Linked DNA regions of Mus musculus: region 2 is linked to region 1. Evidence: chromatin contacts called from public HiChIP or PLAC-seq data. All regions are on one chromosome and are shown on one strand. The core of a region is the stretch at or near the end of the contact, and the rest is flanking DNA. Distances in the headings are between cores, read along the strand shown.

What was found. HiChIP or PLAC-seq counts read pairs in DNA pulled down with a chosen protein or histone mark.
Region 2: an H3K27ac HiChIP or PLAC-seq map of thymic regulatory T cells shows a contact between it and region 1, with 2.8 times the contacts expected there. The contact joins two enhancer-like sites. A contact is called at or near these places in 2 of 15 datasets of contacts at CTCF or cohesin (CD8 T cells and the NIH/3T3 cell line), 4 of 484 Hi-C or Micro-C datasets (CD8 T cells and embryonic stem cells), 17 of 115 datasets of contacts at active chromatin or transcription factors (the HPC-7 cell line, T-cell acute lymphoblastic leukemia, astrocytes and 10 more) and 3 of 9 other capture datasets (adipose tissue, liver and pancreatic islet).

Annotation. Positions count from the first base shown.
Region 1 is chr6:120,063,735-120,070,419 of GRCm38.p6, reverse strand. No RefSeq gene overlaps it. Among named protein-coding and RNA genes, the nearest start is that of Ninj2, 26 kb to the left of the region's middle. Within about 2 kb of position 4,474, at least 49 of the 459 cell types and tissues checked have an H3K27ac peak or open chromatin away from gene starts, as enhancers often do. A contact at or near this core is called in CD8 T cells and thymic regulatory T cells, where this site is marked.
Region 2 is chr6:120,203,414-120,210,145 of GRCm38.p6, reverse strand. B4galnt3 (beta-1,4-N-acetyl-galactosaminyl transferase 3) reads left to right here. Exons shown (of 20, transcript NM_198884.2): 15 at 1-54; 16 at 760-913; 17 at 1,168-1,240; 18 at 2,870-3,023; 19 at 3,541-3,667; 20 at 6,228-6,732. The coding sequence ends at 6,336. Among named protein-coding and RNA genes, the nearest start is that of Gm25327, 63 kb to the right of the region's middle. Within about 2 kb of position 3,300, at least 18 of the 459 cell types and tissues checked have an H3K27ac peak or open chromatin away from gene starts, as enhancers often do. A contact at or near this core is called in CD8 T cells and thymic regulatory T cells, where this site is marked.

The sequences.
Region 1 (6,685 bases), core at 3,225-5,724:
TGATGCTGACCATAGTAGAGGTGGTGATGGTGGTAATGACAATAAACAGTTAAGGGATGTGGGTTCGTGTCTGCTCCATCACAGGGTACTGCCGCTCAGGGAGGCGAGATACAGCGAGTTTGACTGAACTTATCCCACTCCACTGCTGGGTGCTGGGCTGTAAGATCACCACCACTCCGTGGGTGGGAAAGCTCAGTCTTAGATGTGGGGAAGCCAGGGCAGGCTTGGGTGTCAGGACCAGGGCAATGGGGTTTTCAGGCTCTTGGACATCCAGGTGCCACTCACTGGGAGTCGGAGGCCGAGGGCTGCATCAAGCCAGAGGCTGAGGGAGAAGGGGAACTCTGGCTGGTCCCAAGGGGATTGTCCTTGGCTTGATGGTGGCAGGCTTGGTTGCAGTTGTGACTGGGACTGTAGAGAGGTCTTCTATGGGAGATTAAGCTGCAGACCTGTAAGGGAAGGCCTTCTCCATGGCTTCCCATGATGGATCTCAATGAAAAGAGACAGTCCATGGTTCTAAACAGTTTACTGCCATGGTGGAAAGTGGATTCTTAAAGCCATACCCCACTTGTCAGGGTGGGCTGAGATTCAATACCTTTCACAGAGAGGAATGTCTGGGAAAGGAAGCTTATTGGCAGTACACTCTGAGCCTCTAGGTACCTCATTGTCATGGAGAACTCTGTTTTGAACCTTCTTGACTACAGTCACGTCTCTTTTCCTATTGTCTGGGCTGAGATGTTAGGGATGCTTCACCTACTTGTGGAAGAGTTTAGGGAGTTGCTCTTACATGACCAATGGCCAAAAATCTACGGAGAGCTGTGGCTATGTGACAGGGGCCTGGTGCTGGGAGCAGGCGAAGCTCCTACTGTCCCTTCAGGGTCTTTAAGACTTTGCTCGACCTTACCAGGCTTCCCCTCACGGTCCACCGCCCCGCACAGGTTCAGTCCTTAATATCTGTACGGTGTCTCACAATCATCTGTAACTCAGTTCTAGGGAATCCATCACCTCTTCCGACCATCTGTGGGCTCCTGCATGCACATGCTCCACATACAGGCACACACACATACACATAAAATAAAAGACATATTTTTTAAAAAGGAAAACAACTGAAGTCTGGGGCTCACGGAAAGCATGAGGTTAAAATAGAGAAGAGGTTGGATGCCAAGATGGCTCAGCAGTTAGGGTGTACTGACTGCTCTTGCAGAGGACATGGCTTTGGTTCCCAGCACCCAGGTTGAGCAGCACACAACCTCCTATAACTCCAGTTTCAAAGCATTCTGTTCTTGGTGATCTCCTGCACATATGGGGTATACATACATCTGTGGAGGCAAACACACATAATTAATAAAAAAGCCCCGAGACAAGGTCTCTCCATGTAGCACTGGCTGTCCTGGAACTCACTATGTAGAATAGGCAGAGACCTTCACACTCAGAGATCTTCCTGCCTCTACCTTCCAATTTCTGGGATCAAAGGTATGTCCAACTAAATAAATCTTTAAAATAGAGAATATAAATACAAATAGTTACTTTCATGCCATAAAAGGAATTTTGAACTAGGAACTTTGAGTGTAGAAATGGATTTGCTCCTTAACTAGCTGGTTATGGGCTCTCTTTTTTTTTTTTTTTTTTGGCCTTTTTGGCTTTTTTTCAAGACAGGGTTTCTCTGTATAGCCCTGGCTGTCCTGGAACTCACTTTGTAGACCAGGCTGACCTCGAACTCAGAAATCTGCCTGCCTCTGCTTCCCGAGTGCTGGGATTAACGGTGTGCGCCACCACGGCCCGGCTGATTCTTTTCTCAACAGTTTTATATCTAGAGGAGAAAGGGGATCTAGGATCAAATGAGGGTTTGGAGTCAGGTGAGGAGGGGGAGGGTCTGGTCTCTCAGAGGAAGCAAATCTTCAAGGGAAATCTCAGGCTTGGCTTTGTAGAATGGGAAATGGTCTGGTGTGGGGCTATACGGAGGGGTAAGGATAATGGCTCCAGAGTACAGAGGAAACTTGTAAAGACTGAGAAATACACATGGATCCAAATGTGATCTGGATAAATCAGTTCTTTTTTTCTAAGCTTCAGTTGCCTCCAGCTCCACTGGAGAAAAAGGAAAAGCACCATCAGTGGGAGGGAAAGAGAAGGGAGCTGGGGTGAAAGAGCCAAAGTAGCTTTTCTAGCTGAAGCAGAGCCCAGGAGTAAGTAAAAAAGAAAATGAAGGTGGCTTAGGAGGAGAAGAGATCCAGGGAAAACTGGTGAGACATCTTGAAAGCTGTGTTGAGGAATTTCCCTCCTCAGAACAGGTTTTTACCATTAAAATTCCTTTGGTTCTTACCACGAAAAATCCAAGGTTGTGGTCCTTTCTTCCTCTCTGTGAATGTTGCTCATCCCCTGGATGTGACCACTGCAGGGTGACTCCAGCAAAGTTCAACTACAGGAAAACTCTGTTCTTCATGTAGCCGAAGAAGACAAACTATAACCTCACAGAGAAACTGGACTGATGGGTTTTCCAAACCTGTAATGCAATGCCTGAGGCTGGGACACTTTGTGAAGAAAATATTTATGTAGATTAGGGTTTTGGAGGTTCAAGGGCATGAAACTACCACGATGGACAACCAAAGACCCCTTCTCAAGATCAGAGGCCAGAGAAAGACTGGGGTTCCATAATGGCACCACCTCAAACAACTTCAGGTCTGGCTTCTTAAAGGTCCCCCCCCACACACACACACCTCAGGTGAGAACTGAATCTCAGACACATGAACTTTGAGGGGCTACATTCAAACCATATATAAACTATAGAAGGAATTAACACAGTCAATTTTTATGTGAAAAGGCCTCCCAATGTGGCTATGGCATATTCCAGCTCTGAACACAAGTCACTAGGTTGTATTTTGATTTTAATGACTGTGTGGCTCATGATCAAAGGCCAGCAAATGAATACTTGCCTTTTCCCTTACCTGTACCCGAGGGCCTTTGGGGTGGCTAGTTGGCAATAGCCTGTACACACCCACTTTTCAGACAAAGGGATTCTACATTTCTTAGGCTAAAAGACAAACGGAAGATGGTATGGCGTGGATGCAGAAACAGAAGGACTCAGGCTTGTGTGGAGAGTTCAGGGGACTTGCTTTTCTGCTCTATCTCTTGGTGAAGGAACTTAGTGAATAATCTCTTTGAGGGGCTTTAGTGTGTGTTTCTGTCCCTAGAGCAATACTGGAACCACATTATTAGCCCTTTCTTATATGGAGAAAGGCACTATAATGAAAATTGTAATAGTTGGCTATATGTGGTGGCTTCTGCCTGTAATTCGAGCATTTGAGAATCTGGGGCAGAAGGATCAGGAGTTCAAGACTGTTGTGGGCTACATTGTAAATTCAAGATCAGGTTGGGCTATATGAGATCTTGTCCAAAAAGGGGTTGTGGGTAGTGGGAGTGGAGAGATGGCTCTGTGATTAAGAGCACTTACTGTTCTTGCAGAGGACCTGGGTTCAGTTCCTGGCCCTCTGATCTGGCATCTCAAAACTACCTGTAATTCCAGCTCTAGGGGACCAGAGCCTTATTCTGGATTCTGTGGGCACCTGCACTTACATTCCTGTATATATGCACACACGCACGCATGCACTCACGCACACACACTTAAAAATAAAATAAAGCTGGGCGGTGGTGGTGCACGCCTTTAATTCCAGCACTTGGGAGGCAGAGGCAGGAGGATTTCTGAGTTCGAGGCCAGCCTGGTCTACAGAGTGAGTTCCAGGACAGCCAGGGCTATACAGAGAAACCCTGTCTCGAAAAACAAAAAACCAAAACCAAAACAAAAAACAAACAAACAAATAAAATAAAAATAATAAAAATAATGGGCCAGGTATGATAGCAAAGACCTCTAATCCCGGCATTGACAAAGGAGAGGTAGGCAGATTTCTGAGTTCAAGTATAGCCTGTTTTACAGAGAAAATTCCAGACCCAGCAGGACAACATAGTGAAGTCATGTCTTAAATGAACAAACAAATAAATACATTTAAAATTAAGGTAAAATTGTGTCAATGTCAGACAGCCTGGCCAGCTGAGAAGGGAATCTCAATCACGGTGTCACATAGATCAGATTGGCCTGGAAGCACATCTGTGTGGAATTGTCTTGATGGTTAACTGAGTAGTAGAGCCCAACCTAAGGTGGGCGACATAGTTCTCTAAGCAGTTGGTACTGGGCTGTATAAGGTTAGTCAAGCATGAACTTGTGAGTGAGCCTGCAAGCCAGGTCCCTCACCCTCACAGTTTCTCCTTCAAGTCCTGACTTCCTAGGATCCTGGATCTTTGTGATGGCTCAAATTGTATCTTAAGTTTAAATTAATGTGCTTAAGGGATTTATAAAACAAAAATGCCTCTAACCTGTAAACTGCACGTGCCCAAGGACAGATAGCTCCCTGGACTGCTGGGGGCTGTTGTTCATTTAAGATAAACAAGTTTCATTGCCCGACTGCATAGACCTGCTTTATCACACGTAGGTGGGAGGTGTGTAGGCAGGAAGTATGTCTGCCCTCAAAAGAACGAAGGCAGGAAGAGAGTAGTAGCCTTATAGGTTTTGCTTTTATAAACTTCTGAATAATGTATTTTGGGGCCATTCTCTGGGAATCCTGGGCATGGACCTGACCAGTGTCCACGCCATGGCCAGGACTTAATAAAGCTTATTTCAAATTTGGCAAAAAAAAAAAAAAAAAAAAAGTAGTACTGGTTAATCCTTACCTGGTGGGATTAGTGCAGCCTCTCTGACCTTTAGGTTTCAAACTTGGGACAAATGGCAGAGGCGCCTATTTAACATATCAAAGCAGATGCTGGCTTCCAGGTTGTCCCTCAGCCCCTAAGAAGGCCTTCCTGGCTGGCATACCCTGCCCCCTACTCTGAACCCTCCAGCCCAGGCTGCTGGCTTCTTCTCCCCTATATAACCCGGCCATTGTGGTTGCCCATCGTTTTTTGTGCCTTTGGCCTTCTGGCTGTGCTCCCGGATCTTTCTCCCCCTTCTCCCTCTCCCTTCCCCTCATCTCCCGCCATGGCCCAGCTCAGTCCGGTCACGTTTACTCAGGACTTTCCCAGGTGTCTCTGCCTCTGCTCTCCCTTTTATCTACAATAAACTTTCTCTTCTACCATACCTAGGAGCAGTCATGTTCTTTTCTCTCTCTTTCTTTCTTTCTTTCTTTCTTTCTTTCTTTCTTTCTTTCTTTCTTTCTTTCTTTCCTTCCTTCCTTCTTTCTTTCTCTCTCTCTCTCTCTCTCTCTTTCTCTCTTTCCTTCTTTCCTTTCTTTTTTTTGTTCCTATTCACTAAACTACAAGATTACTCAGCCTACAGTTGGGGTGAATCTCAAAACACCACATGGAGCCGTTTGTATCTGTTCTGTAATGTTTTCAATAAATCTGGGAGCAACAAAGCAAGCAAGAAAGAAAGAGGGCTTGTGCATGCTAGGCACTTTCTTGGTCATGGCTTTATGAAGCTCCACATGTTTACACAGGAGGAATCTGGCCCTCGGCAGGGTTTAAGTAACTTCAAAGTTTCCTCCTTATAGAAGGTGGAAGTGAGATTCTCCCGACTGTTCAACCCCAGCTCTTTCCATAACAAAGGACTGTCAGCCATGCCTTCTGCAAGTCATTAGCCATACAGCCACCATAGGATTGGGATAGCTTGGGGTTTAAAGCAAGGTTCTCAACTTTGGCCTGAAGCAGTCTCAGTTTTGTAAAATCCAGAAGGTACTGCCCTTCCTTCCACACCCAGTTTTTTATCTTACAGTGGGAGCCACAGGGTTTGTGCTCTCTTTCCTTTTCTCTCTGACTGAGGTCAGGGCTTCACTACACAGCCAAGGTGTACCTCCACGCTCTACCAGGTGTACCTCCACGCTCTACCAGGTGTACCTCCACGCTCTACCAGGAGAGCTGATTTTTTTTTTTCCGTTTGTTTGAGACAGGGTTTCTCTTTGTAGCTCTGGCTGTCCTGGAACTCACTCTGTAGACCAGGCTGGACTTGAATTCAGAGATCTGCCTGCCTCTGCCTCTTGAGTGCATGGACCACCACTACCCTGCTGGGAGTTGACTTTTTTTTTTTTTTTTTTAAATAATTCTAAACTTTTTTTTCAGTGAATTTGTATCAATGTTTAGTTTTATAATTTTAAAATAGTTATATAACTTTTATTAGATATTTTCTTTATTTACATTTCAAATGCTATCCCTGTTCCTTGTTTCCCCTCTGAAAGCCCCCTATCCCTTCCCCCCTCCCCCTGCTCACCAACACACCCACTCCTCTTCCTGGCCCTGGCAGTCCCCATACTGGGGCATCTAGCCTTCACAGGACCAAGGGCCTCTCCTCCCGTTGTTGACCGACTAGGCCATCCTCTGCTACATATGCAGCTAGAGCCATGAGTCCCACCATGTGTTTTCTTTGTTTGGTGTTTTAGTCCCAGGGAGCTCTGGAGATACTGGTTGGTTCATATTGTTGTTCCTCCTAAGGGGCTACAAACCCCTTCAACACCTTGGGTTCTTTCTCTAACTCCTTCACTGGAGACCTTGTGCTTTGCGTCCAATGGATCCACTTCTGTATTTGTCAGGCACTGGGGAGTTGATATTTTTGACAAAGAGATTTTGATGTTGTTGGTACCAGACTTTGAGATCAGCTGGCTTACAGTTACTATAGCTCCACCAGTGGACAAGCATTTTCCAAAATCACTTT
Region 2 (6,732 bases), core at 2,051-4,550, 140 kb before region 1:
GGCCCCAAGGTTTCTCCTGGAACCATCGAGCTGTGGTCCACTTTATTGTGCCTGGTAAGCCTTAGCAGGGTGGGGTCCTGGTGCCCACCATGAACACTGGGTCTGTTTTCTTGATTTGATCTTCCAACTGGGTTCACAGAAGAAAACGAATTGAACGTTGTTGTGTGGTTAGCAAACAGTGGAACTGAGATCTGATGCTGAGTTGAGGCTGGTACTTTCTGTCGTGTAGGTCTTCGGGTTGGATGTGAGCATCAACTTGGGTTGTTGTCCAGGAAAGAAGAGTGAGGATATTATACAGAGTGGGATTTATTTTGATGATGATGGTGGTGGTCCAGGGCCTGCCACATGCTAAGTAAGGCACTGAGCCCCACCTCCTGCCCTAGTGTGGTCTTTCTAATGAGAAAGGAAAACATAAGACAACGTGTAACAATGTGACCAGGCAGGACAAGGGATGAGCAGTATGAGAAGATGGGTAGATAGCAGGCCTGTTAAAGCTGGCCAGGGTTGCTCTGATGTGTCCCACCTAAGACTGTCTCCAAGGCCAGGCCTGGAAAGTGCGGAGGGAGCTGAGCTGTAGAACCCCCAGTAGCTGGCGAACCCTGCCCCTTCTTAGAGTCTCTGTGCTGCATGCTAATGGATTCCTGTGGTTGCCTTATCCCCTTTAAAGGTTGATGGGACTCCTGACTTGGGTCAGTGCTGAGAGATGTTCACCCTTCCTTAACTCTTGCTGTTTTCTCCTTACCTGACCTACCTGGATAGTGAAGAACCAGGCTCGCTGGGTGCAGCAGTTCATCAGAGATATGGAGAGCCTGTCCCAAGTCACTGGAGATGCACATTTCAGCATCATTATCACAGACTATAGCAGTGAGGACATGGATGTGGAGATGGCTCTGAAGAGGTCCAGACTGCGGAGGTAAGGAAGACCTCTGGCTACAGCTGGCTTTTCACTTTCCTGATGTCCCAGGACCACTGCTCAGAGTGGAACCAGAAGCCACAGCCAGCTCTCCCCAGTACCAATAGCCAGCTCCTACCCACAACCCAGGAGCACCCACCTGTGCTCTACTGTGTGTCTCTACTGTGTGTCTCTACTGTGTGCCTTCCAACTCCCTTCAGGGCTCCTACAGCTGAATCCTTACACCCGATCCAGCGTTTCTTCTCTTCCTGCAGCTACCAGTACCTGAAGCTGAGTGGAAACTTTGAGCGCTCTGCTGGACTGCAGGCTGGCATAGACCTGGTGAAGGTAACGGGGCCTCAGGGGGGCTTGGGTGATCAGGAGACTAGTTAGGAGACAGACAGTTGGAAGGTGCAGTCCGCTGCTTGGCAGGGCAGGGGTTGGGACATAGGGCTATGCTTGTCACATTCCATTACTGTCGTAAGATAACCTGAGTGCCCTTGTTTGCTTGCTGTTGCTGTGATAAACATCATGACCAGAAGCAACTTGGGGAGGAGAGGGGTGACTGGTTCACATATCTGGAGCACGGTGGACCATTGAGGGATGGTGGGCAGGACCCGTGGAAGGAAGGTGCTTATATTATAGGCTTGCTCTTCCTAGCTTGCTCGGCTTTAACTTTATAAAAAAGATTCACTTATTTATATAGTTTATGGATATGAGCACTCTATTTGCATGTATGCCTGCATGCCAGAACAGAGAGCCAGACAGAAGAGAACCTCAGATCCCATTACAGATGGTTGTGAGCCATCTGTATCATGTCGTTGTGAAGAGTTGAACTCAGGACCTCTGGAAACGCAGCCAGTGCTCTTAACTGCTGAGCCATCTCTCCAGCCCTCATTTTAATTTTTTAAATTAAAAACCATTTCAGATGGTTTTGAGCTGCCATGTAGGTGCTGGGAATCCAGCCCAGGTCCTCTGGACACTGAGAGCCATCTCTCTAGTCCTACATCTTGCTCTCTCATACAACTCACGCTGCCCAGGGGTGACAACACCCACAGTGGTCTGCACCCTCCCACGACAGTCATGAATGATGAAAATGCCACGCAGACTTGCCCACAGTTCAGTCTGATGGAGACGCTTTCTTCATCGAGTTTCCTCTGTCCTAGGTGACCCTCGCTTGTGTCGAGTTGGGGTAAAATAAACAAAACAATCCGCACACTGGGTTAAATGAAGATGAAGTTTGTTACTGTTCGTCATGCCTGGAACAATACTCAAGGCCTTGTGCAGGCTAGGCAAGCTCCCTTCCACTGAGCTACACTTTCAGCTCTGAGGAAAGGTTCATCTGGTTCATGGTCACCTTGCCCTGTTGCTTTTGGGCCTGTGGGGCCATGAATTATGGCAGAGGACAATGCTCACCTCATGGCACCAGGAAGTGAAAGAGAAGGAGGCTGGGAACCTCAATATCCTAGTGATCTAAATTCTTCCTGTAAGTCTCACCTCCGACAGGTTCCCATAGCACCACAGGTTGGAAAGCAAGCCTTTATCACACAGCCCTTGGCAGACACCAAGACCATAGCAAGGAGCAACCTTGACACTACATTGCAGACCCAGCTCTACAGGGAACTAAGTAAATGGCAAGGAAGTGTTCTCCCCATTGTTAGAGCCCTCAGACTCCATAAAACATGGGACAAAAGTTAGGCGTTGGTACATACCTGTAATCCCAGCTCTCTGGAGGATAGGCAGGAGGTCCTGAGTTAAGGCCAGCCTGGACTACACAGATGCCAGGTGAGTCTTTGCAAGATAGCATGACTCTGTCTCAGCAGAAAGAGAAAGTAGGAGAGGAGTCTGAATTCACTAAGTCCTGCTACAAGAGATTGTAGAAATTTGCCCTGTGTTTGGCTTTGTGTGAGCTGTCAGTCGCTCCAGTCTCCCAGCTCTGGTCCAAGGGTCTGCTAACTTTGCCTTCTCTATCCCCAGGATCCACACAGCATCATCTTCCTCTGTGACCTGCACATCCACTTTCCAGCAGGAATCATTGATACCATCCGGAAGCACTGTGTGGAGGGCAAGATGGCCTTTGCCCCCATGGTGATGCGGCTGCACTGTGGGGCCACCCCACAGTGGCCTGAGGGTAAGCCTTGCCCTGGATAGGGAGGAGGTGATAGTTGACCTTGGCGTCCAACACGAAGGCTGGAAAAGTTCACATCTAAGCATCAGCGTCTTTCCCATCCTGCCATCCTGTCTTGTCTGAGCTTTGGACAGACCTCAGGCTCTACTGACAACCACAGTAGCAGGCAGAGCGGTGGCACTGTCCTCCCCCAGCATGCAGTCATCTGACATTCATACAGTATCTGCTGCGTGCTGGATGCTGTGCGCAGGAAGACAGGAAGGTGGAGAGACAAAGTAGATGAGAAGGGCTGCTGGGGTCACATCCTAATTGCCAGCCTACAGTCGGGTTGTGACATCAGCCATGGTCACAGCTATGTTTGATCTTAAGTCTTCCTGGGGGGTGGGGAGGGGCTTCCCCCAGACAGGTCAGGGACTTCCCTAGCTCTCAGCTCTCTGCCTCTGTCACCCCAGTCTCTACCATCAGAGCCTGTGGGATCCCAGTGTCCAACTCATCTCATCGGTGTCTTGTCTGCCCACAGGCTACTGGGAAGTAAATGGATTTGGACTGCTCGGGATCTACAAGTCTGACCTGGACAAGATCGGAGGCATGAACACCAAGGAGTTCAGAGACCGCTGGGGAGGGGAGGACTGGGAGCTGCTGGACAGGTGACCCTGGAGGAGGGCCTTTAGGGATCTGCTAGAGCTCCAGTGCCAGGGGCCCTCAGGGCAGCGAGGCCAGGGCCACAGAACTTTGCTGCCGATTCCCAGGGCACAAGAAAGTATATGGAAGTACACTCTTCAGGAGGTTAGCTTCACCGACACGCAGGTTGTCTATCCAGCAGAGGGGGTTGGTATCTCTACTGTGCGTCACAGTGTGAGTGGTTGGTTGTGTTGTCAGGGGTAAAACAAGAGCCTGGAGCCAGATAATGAAAATGATGTTCTTAGGACCAGGGGAGCCCCCAGGCTAAGATGAGCATTCTCCCAGAACAAGCTAAGATGAGAATTCTCCCAGCCAGAGATTGTGTTCCTTCTAGCCATAGCTGCTGGAGGCGAGGCCGAAAGCTGTAGAGGATGCTGGGAAATTGGCTAAAGGTCAGGAGTGAGTTGGGGCCAGCAAAATAAGCAAGTATGGATCCTTAAATGACAATTGGATATCCAGGGGGGTCTGGGTTCCTTGAGGTGAGGAAGGAGCGGGTTTTGAAAAGAAGTAATAGTCTCAGAGAAGAAGGAGAGGGCTGGGTTATAGAGCACCTGCTTAGCATGAGTGTGGCCTTACACTCAGTTCTAGGTATTAAACCCAGTACTAAAGAAAAGAATGTATATATACAATATATGCACAGGGGTAGGGTGTGTGTGTGTGTTATTTGCTACTCTTGCCATCATTGTGACAAAGTACCCAACTGAAGCAACTTAGGAGAAGATGATTTGGCTAGCGGGGTCATTGTTAGGGAAGGTGTCGCAGCATTCCTGCGGACAGGAGCTCCTGACATCAGAGGGAGAGACAGTCTGGAACTAAGACAGACTGAAGCTCATATCCCAGCACATGTTGTGCCTTTGCATCCACTCATACATTAGCATCCTTAGCCTAGTGTGGTTGCATATGCTGCTAACCCCACCCAACTGGGGAGCTGGAGGCAGGAAGACTGTCATAAGTTCAAGGCCAGCCTGGGCTACACAGCAAGACCCCCACTCCCCACCTCAATCCCACATCCCCCCTCCCCCAGAAAAGAAAGGAAAGAGAGAAATGGGAGGACTCAGGGGAGCAGTGGATTTGTTCAGCAGGTGGGTCAGGAAAGTGTTCCTGCAGGGCTGTTCGGGGATGCCAGGCTGTGGGAAGGGGAGGAGAAGGTGGCACTGGAGTTTCTCCCACATTTGCATGTGACTCCTTTTTCAAGAAGTTTGTTCCCAAGAGGAAAGAGAGAGGTCTCAACCTTAAGATATGCCCTAGAGGGGAAAGCGAGCCTCTAACTGCCAGAAGGGTGTCCACAGAAGGAAAAAGGAACGAGACCAGAGGCACCAGGGGCAATGCTACTTCCTGAGGCAGGTAGCAAGGTATAATAACTTCTGGGTTATTATAATAGGCAGGTCTCATTGCCCAAGGCCTCGCTTCTCCTCCTTACCAAACTCCTGTGTTCCGTGCCGTTGTCTCCATTTCTCAGAGGGGAAACCGGTTTGCAAGGTGGTTGATTTTTTTTTTTTTTTGATTATTTGCCCCCTTCTCTCTCCCCCTGTAAAGCATCAAAGGCCTAAAAACCAGACCTGCTTTGATTTCCCTCTGGAGGGAAGAAAAGGGAACATTGAAATACCGAGAGTTAAAGGTGGGGTAGGGAGAGTTTCAGAGAGCTCGTGTCAAATAACAGTCACAGGGAGCCACATCCCAGAAGACCCCGAAGCAGATGGGAGCGCAGTGTAGCAGTTACTGTCCCATATGCCCTTTGTGCTGGGGCTTTGTGCTTTGATGCAGACTTCCAAAATAGTTCTTAACCCTCCTGCTGTCTTTGCCACCTGAGGAAAGGGCTGCTTCCCTCTAGCTGCAGTCCAGTTTGAAGTAAAGGCCTCTTTGGAAAGAGACCCTGCCACTGCCAACTGCTCAGATGAAAGTGTTGCCTAGCCTGGGTGAGACCTTGGCTTTGACCCCCAGCACTGGGTGGCACCCACACCTGTAATCCCGGTTTCCAGGAGGGCGAGGCAGAAGAAAATCTTGAGTTTGAGGCCAGCCTGAGTTACGTCACAGGATGATTTCCCATACACGACAAACAAGAGCAGGAAAAAAGTCGGAAAAAAGCGGATTCTCCAGTTCCTGTCTCTGCTGATACTGTAAATGCAATTGGTGTGTGCTGGAAACTGTTCTGCATGCTACAAATGCAAATGCATCTCGTGTGTGAGTGTGTGTGTGTGTGTGTGTGTGTGTGTGTGTGTGTGTGTGTAATTAGAGAGGATGAGTGAGTATATATAAATACACAGATTTATAAAATTATTGTCTTCTCTTAGAGAGAGCATCTTTGATAGGCAACTCTCTGACTCACACAGCTGGGACTGCAACCCAAGCAGGCTGGCTCCACTATACCTGGCTTGCTGGAGGGAAGCAACCAGAGAAAGGAAGGCAGGGTCTGACAAACATGTGGAAGGGTGGGTCCCTCAGGGGCCCAGTTGCTCTTGGGTGCCTGTTGCCTGGGTACCGTTGTGTGCCTCCTTTTGCTGGCTCACACTGCCCTCTCCCCTCCAGGATTCTCCAAGCAGGCCTGGAAGTGGAGCGGCTCTCCCTCAGGAACTTCTTCCATCACTTCCATTCCAAGCGAGGCATGTGGAACCGTCGCCAAATGAAGATGCCGTGACGCCGGGTGGGCCAGCCGCTTAGAGCTCCTTGACTTGCGGTTGACCTCAGTGCCCTGCTTGCTGCTGAGGAGGGACTCTGAGGACCTGAAGCCTCAGCACTAATTGCCCTCTCCACCGGGAACTGTCCCTTCATGCAGGGATAGGCGAGCGCCAAGGCTCCTCTGCTGCTCACCAAGTTGACAGATGGACAGATGCTGGGCAGTGAGGTCAGGAAGACAACACCTGCTTGCTTAGAATACCATCTTGTCCACTAAGGTGCATTCCCACAGCCCAGTGCTCCTCACAGGGAGTGGTGACTGTGAACCAGAAACTTCAATGGGACAGATTTTATTTGGGGTGGGAGGGGGAATGTGGGTAATTTTTTAACAGAGAATGAAGACTTCTGTCTAGACCCA